Regions from separate parts of the Mus musculus genome. Here region 1 is linked to region 2. The links are chromatin contacts, called in public Hi-C maps. All regions are on one chromosome and are shown on one strand. Each heading gives the region's core, a stretch centred on a gene start, on an enhancer-like site or on the middle of the called end of the contact. The rest is flanking DNA. Distances are from core to core; before and after follow the strand shown.

What was found. A called contact is a pair of places that touch in the nucleus more often than the background predicts.
Region 1: a Hi-C map of rod photoreceptor shows a contact between it and region 2, with 1.8 times the contacts expected there. The contact joins two enhancer-like sites. A contact is called at or near these places in 3 of 484 Hi-C or Micro-C datasets (embryonic stem cells, nephron progenitors and rod photoreceptor) and 1 of 115 datasets of contacts at active chromatin or transcription factors (pancreatic cancer cells).

Annotation. Positions count from the first base shown.
Region 1 is chr9:47,466,161-47,469,264 of GRCm38.p6, reverse strand. No RefSeq gene overlaps it. Among named protein-coding and RNA genes, the nearest start is that of Gm22286, 58 kb to the left of the region's middle. Within about 2 kb of position 1,559, at least 10 of the 459 cell types and tissues checked have an H3K27ac peak or open chromatin away from gene starts, as enhancers often do. A contact at or near this core is called in rod photoreceptor, where this site is marked.
Region 2 is chr9:47,331,690-47,334,860 of GRCm38.p6, reverse strand. The region is part of intron 2 of Gm31816 (a long non-coding RNA gene); the gene reads left to right. Among named protein-coding and RNA genes, the nearest start is that of Gm31816, 35 kb to the left of the region's middle. Within about 2 kb of position 1,715, at least 5 of the 459 cell types and tissues checked have an H3K27ac peak or open chromatin away from gene starts, as enhancers often do. A contact at or near this core is called in rod photoreceptor, where this site is marked.

The DNA.
Region 1 (3,104 bases), core at 310-2,809, 130 kb before region 2:
GTTTCTTAGACCCATGCATGAAATAACACGGTCTTATTACTGTCCCCTCACCTCTCCTACTCAACCATGAAGTCTGTGAGACCAGGATTAGAATTACTCATGCCCTCTTCTCAGTCCTAGGCGTAGGGCCCTATGTGAGGAACTGCAGTAAAAATCTGTTGAGTTAAATTGAAAGCCTGCGAGTTCCTTGGGTTCATCTTTGTCTGGCCACTTAAAAGAAGTTATTACTAATGTCCTTTTAACCCTAGAAATGGAAGCAGAAGCCAGTCCTTTTGAGAGAAATAAAGTGTGTATCAGGTTAAACACAAAGAGACTCATATGTTCAGCATGAGTTAAGTTGACCTAAAACCTCAGGTTCCCCTTCACACACTACAATGACCAACCCCACCTACTATCTGCTGCCTTCATGGAGGGCAATAAATGATGTCATACGGGGCATAGTGTGGAGACAGATGGGCCTCCTATGGAAACTTCGGATCTAACGTGTCTTTCCCTTTGCTGTTGACCTGATCCTCCCCGAGCATGGGCGTGGCATTTTCATGGGCTCAGAGCCTCGAGGAGAGAGATCAGTGTGTGCTTGCTCTCAACGTGGCCACCTTCATGGCTAGCCGTGTACTTGGTTTTCCCATAACAGAGAAAGTGCAGCTGCCTCCCCTCTGCTTCCCTCCCTCCTTTCTCTGCCCTCCTTTTCCACTTGCATTGTCTCTCAGCCCTCCCTACTTTGCTCTGCCCCCCTGGGGCCCGTCATAATTAGAAAATGGAGGAAGGAGGGGAGCCAGCCTAGTCCATCAGGGCTTCAGAGGGAGCTGGGACTGCGTGCTGGGGACTCAGGGCTGCAAAGGTTTCAATATTTCTTTTTCTTTCTCTACTACAGAACCTGTCAACACACTGGGCCTGATGCTAAACACCAGGGAGGAGCTAAGACCAGGAGCTCATGCCGTTCCTTAGCAATACGTATATAGTCCATATTGATATATGTAACTGTGCATTGTCATGTGGCACAATGCCCCTTCTCTATACTTTTATGTTATGGCTCCTACAGACCCTCCATTCTACCACTCAAGAAGGGAAACCGTAGTTGTATTGGATGGCTAGCTGCATCCCAAGCCTTGCCTTCTTGCTCCAAGCATCGGTGAGCACAGCTGAGCACGCTTTAGCTCAACACTACGGGCTACGCACGGGAGATGGATGCCGGTGTTTTCAGCCTCTGCTGTACCACACTCTTGCTCCTCCGCTGGCCTTTTCCTGAGCAATGCTGAGGGGATCATTAATCTGTCTCCTTGCTATTTTTCTGCCCAGCCCAGGGGACGATGTTGGCCTATAAATCAGCTCTGTGTAGAGTGGGAAAAATCAAGAAAGGGATACAGTAGGAAAGAAAATAGCCACTTAGGAAGGATACAGTCCTCAGCCTAACACCCAGAAAGTGGAGGAAGAAGAAGCTTCAGTGACCTTTTGAGGAGGGAACGCAGAAAGATAAAATCACACCATCCTAGCAGGGCAAGATCCAGGACAAAGGGGATCTTGAATCTCATCTTCAAGATGCAGTTCTAAGCTTCTTGTTCCAGCTAATCCCTCAGGGACACAAGTAGGCCATCTGCTGAGGTGGAATCCCACCCTGCTCCCACTTAGCTCTCTACAATTGGGAAACTACAGCATTTGCAGAGAAACAGAACAAATTCCACCGTGCCATTTATACAAACCCTACCTATCTGCTCACGGCAATTAATTATTAAAACCCACCGGAAAAAGATTTCTACGAGGCACCATCAGGATTGGGAGGCAGTGTAGTAGATATGGAGAACAGGAGCCTGGGAGGTGGCTAGACACTGGGTTTTTTTTTTTTTTTCTGAATCTCTGGGTACATTAACCCGGGGCTAGTTCATCAGTTTCCCTATCCCCTAAGATGAGCTTGAAAGCTGAGGTTCTGTGACATGGCAACTGTCAGAATAGTGATGGGAAGAATTCATATTTTACCCATTGCCTCTGCCAGGTCTTGGTTACTCAAGGCTCCACGGCTTGCAAGGAGAAAGGGATGCTGCCTTGTGGCCATCACTGTAGATCTTAACTCTAACCTGCTGCTGTCTAATGTGCACGAGTGAGACTGGTCCCTTCTAGGCCCAACTCTGCTCTAGGAAGCTTTAAAAATTTGCAAAAATATTTTCATGGGCTCAAGAGCTCAAGTCTCAGAAAGAAAGACAAGCTACTGATGCATGGTGAGAGATTGTGGGCCTGGATGAAGCTCTGACAACATATCTCTGAAGGGAAGCCACAAGACCTGTCTTACTGGTTTCTTGTGAGCACTAGGGATCAGGTAGCACAAGGAAACAGGACTCAGAGGCACTCAGTGTGGGACACCATGACTCTGATTAGATCATTGGAGTTAAAGACGGAAGGTTAACGGAATGAACATGCCTTCCAGGGAGATATTCCACAGGCCAGGTAATGTGGGTGTGCTTACGATATAAGTATGTGTATGTGGAGTAGGAGGGCTTGACTCTGTGTATATGTGCATGCATATATGAGTAAGGGTACATGCTAGTGTGTACATGTATGTGCAAACATGTGCCTTTCAGTTATGGTACACAGGATAATTAGCTCTCCAGGTAGACTTCGCCTTGGTTCACATTTCTATTCCTGCCTGGCCTATCCTTATCACTTTTCCTATTCCATGCACTATATTAATGGATCAGGAGCCAGCTTGTAATGGAGGTTCTTTGAATCCATCCTTGAGCTTTTAGAGAATAACTGATCATTTCCTCCTCTGTCTTCCTCTGCCTTCACTAGGCAAGGGGCAAGTTAGAGGGCCTAACTATGTGGGGTCTACACGTCACAAGTTACAGTCTTGCCTCTCCATAATGCCTTAGAGCATTTCACATGGTACCTGGTTCTTAGTGAGTGGTCAGGCCATGGCACATGTCATCATTACCTCCACTGCTGTGTCTGCAACATTACAACGTTAGAGCAGATCACTGTATTTTTTTTTCCTCACCAATCTTGAACTTTCCTGAGTGGAGACTTTTCTCTAGCACTCAAGTTAGCAGCTTGGCTCTGTAGCTGTTTGGTAAACAACATTACTTCTCTCTTCTGCTCCATCTTTACCTCTC
Region 2 (3,171 bases), core at 466-2,965:
TCCATCAGGGAACAGGAACCCAGTAGACAGACAGGGTAGGAAGATCGTGGCTAGGCATGAAGGCCGCTGTCAATGGAAAATTTGAACCTCCTTTCTCCGAGTTTACCTTTCATGGACTGTGAGCACATTTTCCCTGTGGATGATAATGTGAGGAAGGCTGGAAAGGGGTTTAAAATCTCCTTTCTAACAGGTGGAAATGTGTCTTACACAGAGACTCTCAGCTACACTCAAGCCTAATTGTCCTTTACATCCAGCAGGGCATGGGGACAGCAATCCTGGCTGACTGACCACAGGCCTTACATTGGCTCTGATCTACCTCGGTTCTGCAGCCCCTCAGAATTCCCTTCATCTCTTCTTCCCCAACCCTGCCCCCACTTTTTTTTTTGACCCTTGTTGTCTGCAAAGCATCCCCACCCTTCCCTAGATTCCCAAGCCTAACACCTGCCGAGAGCTACTTCATTGGCAGGACCTAGTGATAGTTCCATAAAATAATAATGATAATAATGAATAAATGAGTTATTGTCTATTGCATTCCTAGTATAAACCAGGGCCCCTGAACTAAGCACTTTGCAAAAGTCTTATGCAGTCTGTTTACCAATAGCATGAAGGAGAGTTTAATGATTTTTCTAAGACTTGATTATAATTGAGGAAATTGAGGCTCAGAAAGACAGCACTGTTTGTCACCTCAATGACAAGTGGCTTGTGTGTGTGTGTGGGGGATGATGTTGGAACTCTGTCTGTCTATTCCTTCAGATCCTGAGGGGAGCTGGGATAGTCAAATACATAAGCCTCTTCTTTCTGCTGCTTTCCAAAGAGTTTAGGATGCCCAATATGGGTTTACGTCCTCTGAGCTCTTTCTCCAGCCCCTGGACTCCACCCTAAGGTAGTAACCAAAGACCCGCCTTCTGTGCTGCTGTGAATCTGTTTCCATCACTCTATTTCTTTGTCATAGTTTCATTATAAAAGGGGACATCAGAGCAAGTCATATTCCTTTTCCTTATTAGAGTAAGAGAGATTTTCAGAAGCAGTTCTAAGGCTTTCAGATGCTGTGTTTCTTCTACAACGGACCCTAAAATGAGGAGTCTAGAAAGGTCTCTTGGCCACAAGGCTGGGTTTGAAGCCATACCTTGGACACAGTCGCGAGGACTGCTTGCTTAACACTGTTCCGACTGCCTGGTTGCACTGACCTGTTCAATTCTCACAGCAACCCCATAGGTGTGAATTCCCTCATTCAACTGGAAAATTTGGGACAGTGAAAGAGTGCCTTAGTGCCTCTGATTTGTAAGAGCCAGAGGTGGGACAAGAGCCACAACAACCTTGAGGCCATCACTTACCTGTCACTACTAAAAACTGAGGACATTTAGGAGAGAGAGAGAGAGAGAGAGAGAGAGAGAGAGAGAGAGAGAGAGAGACTTTGCTTTCATTTATTTATTTATTTTCTGGCAAGCTGGCCTAGGAAAAGTTTCTACTGTGAATAGCATAGTTTTATAATCCAAGTTCCAAATAGCTGATGTCTTAATGAGCATAGCTGGGGCCTGCCTGCTTTGTGTCCCCTTAGCACACCTGAACAAAAGACAGGCTCCGTGGGCCTTGGGTGGGTGGTTGATTGATTGATTTCTTTTTGGCTGCAGGGAGCTCTGCTGGCTTCTACAACCTCTGAGGTTGGAGAAAGGAAGGAGGGGCGGTGGTGTGTATGAGTGGATGACTTCCTTCCATGGGTAGCTCAGTCCCGCTGTGCGTGCCATGCCTGTGCTGTGGGTAGACTCTTCAGGCAGGCACTATGGGAGCCTGGGCTCCACCTGCTGGATCCTTCCTTCTCTTTGACCAGGAAACTGGCAGCTGCAGGTGTGAAGGAGAGCAGAGCTGGCTTGGGGCTGCTTAGTTGTTTTTCTCCATCTTTTAGACCTGTTATGAATTGGTGCTCAGGCACCTCAGAGACAGAAGGAGCAAATGGAAGGGGACTTGACTCTGTGGCCAATGGGAAGGCTGGCCTGGCTGTGTGGAGAGACACACGTTCACGCTAACAGGCCTTTGGGACTAAGGGAACCCAAAAACTGCAGCTACCTATCCAAGTACTTTGTGTCCTATATGCTCCACAAGGTGGGTGGGGGGAGAGATAGCCCATGAGGGGAAGGGTGGGGAGAGGAGGAGGAGGGTGGGGAGGGGGGAGGGAGAACCTCAAGAAGAGGGGAAGGTTCAGTGTACAGAACAGAGGCGTGCCGGGAAATAAAGGATCTATTTTTTTCCCATTTGTTCTCTGCAAACATTTGTCATTTAATTTCTTCCTAATTACACAATTACGTAATTATGTAGTATTAGTAAAATAAAGCCTAAAGACGTTTGAGTAAAGAATTACTTAAGTAAATAATGTCTGACTGAAGTAATTATTTCCTGGGTTTTCTATTTTAAAGCAGAATTGAATGAAATTAGCTCCAGCATTGTTGCTGGAGCCGAGTGGGGGGTGGGGGCTGCACAGGCAGGGGGCAGGCATGAGGCCCTTGTAGAGGCTCCCATGGTTCCTAGCACTGGGGCACCCTTCTCACCCTGTAGATGGGCAGAACACCGTTGTGGGCCATGTGGCCTGGGGATTGGAATCTCTTCTGAGCCACTTGGCCCCTCAGAAAGAGCAGGTCCTGTTTCTGGGGAGGATGGTAAGAGCATTGGGTGGAAAGGGATGCCCAGGTAGCAAGGGCTGCAGCCTGCCTAGCATACTAAATTACAAAGGAGCAGTTGCACGAAGACGTCGGGTCCAGGAAGAGGTCACGAGTCAGCAGTATGCAACCAGGGGTCTAGGTGTGTGTGTCGGGGGCGGGGGACGGGGTAATGACACAAAGATAGGCCGTCAGGAAGAAGGACCTCAGGGTTCTGTTATGAATCGAAAATGTAATGGTTCTGGGGTCAGGTTTGGGCTTTTTCTTCCTGGACTGGTGTGCTGCAGAGAAGGTAGGCTTCCTTGAGGTTAGCATAACCCACAAAGTCCTTAGAGAATGAGGTAGAAGCCCTGGCTCCCTAGACCACTTGAACCTGGTCATGACAGAAGGGAAGGGCCACCCTTCCCAGCATGGTTTGAACAGCCTGGGATTCCAGGACCCTTGCTTGCATAGGAGCTGCCCTTGCTGCCACTATGTTGTTGACGCTCAGCAGGTATGAGTACTTCTCTACACATGCTGA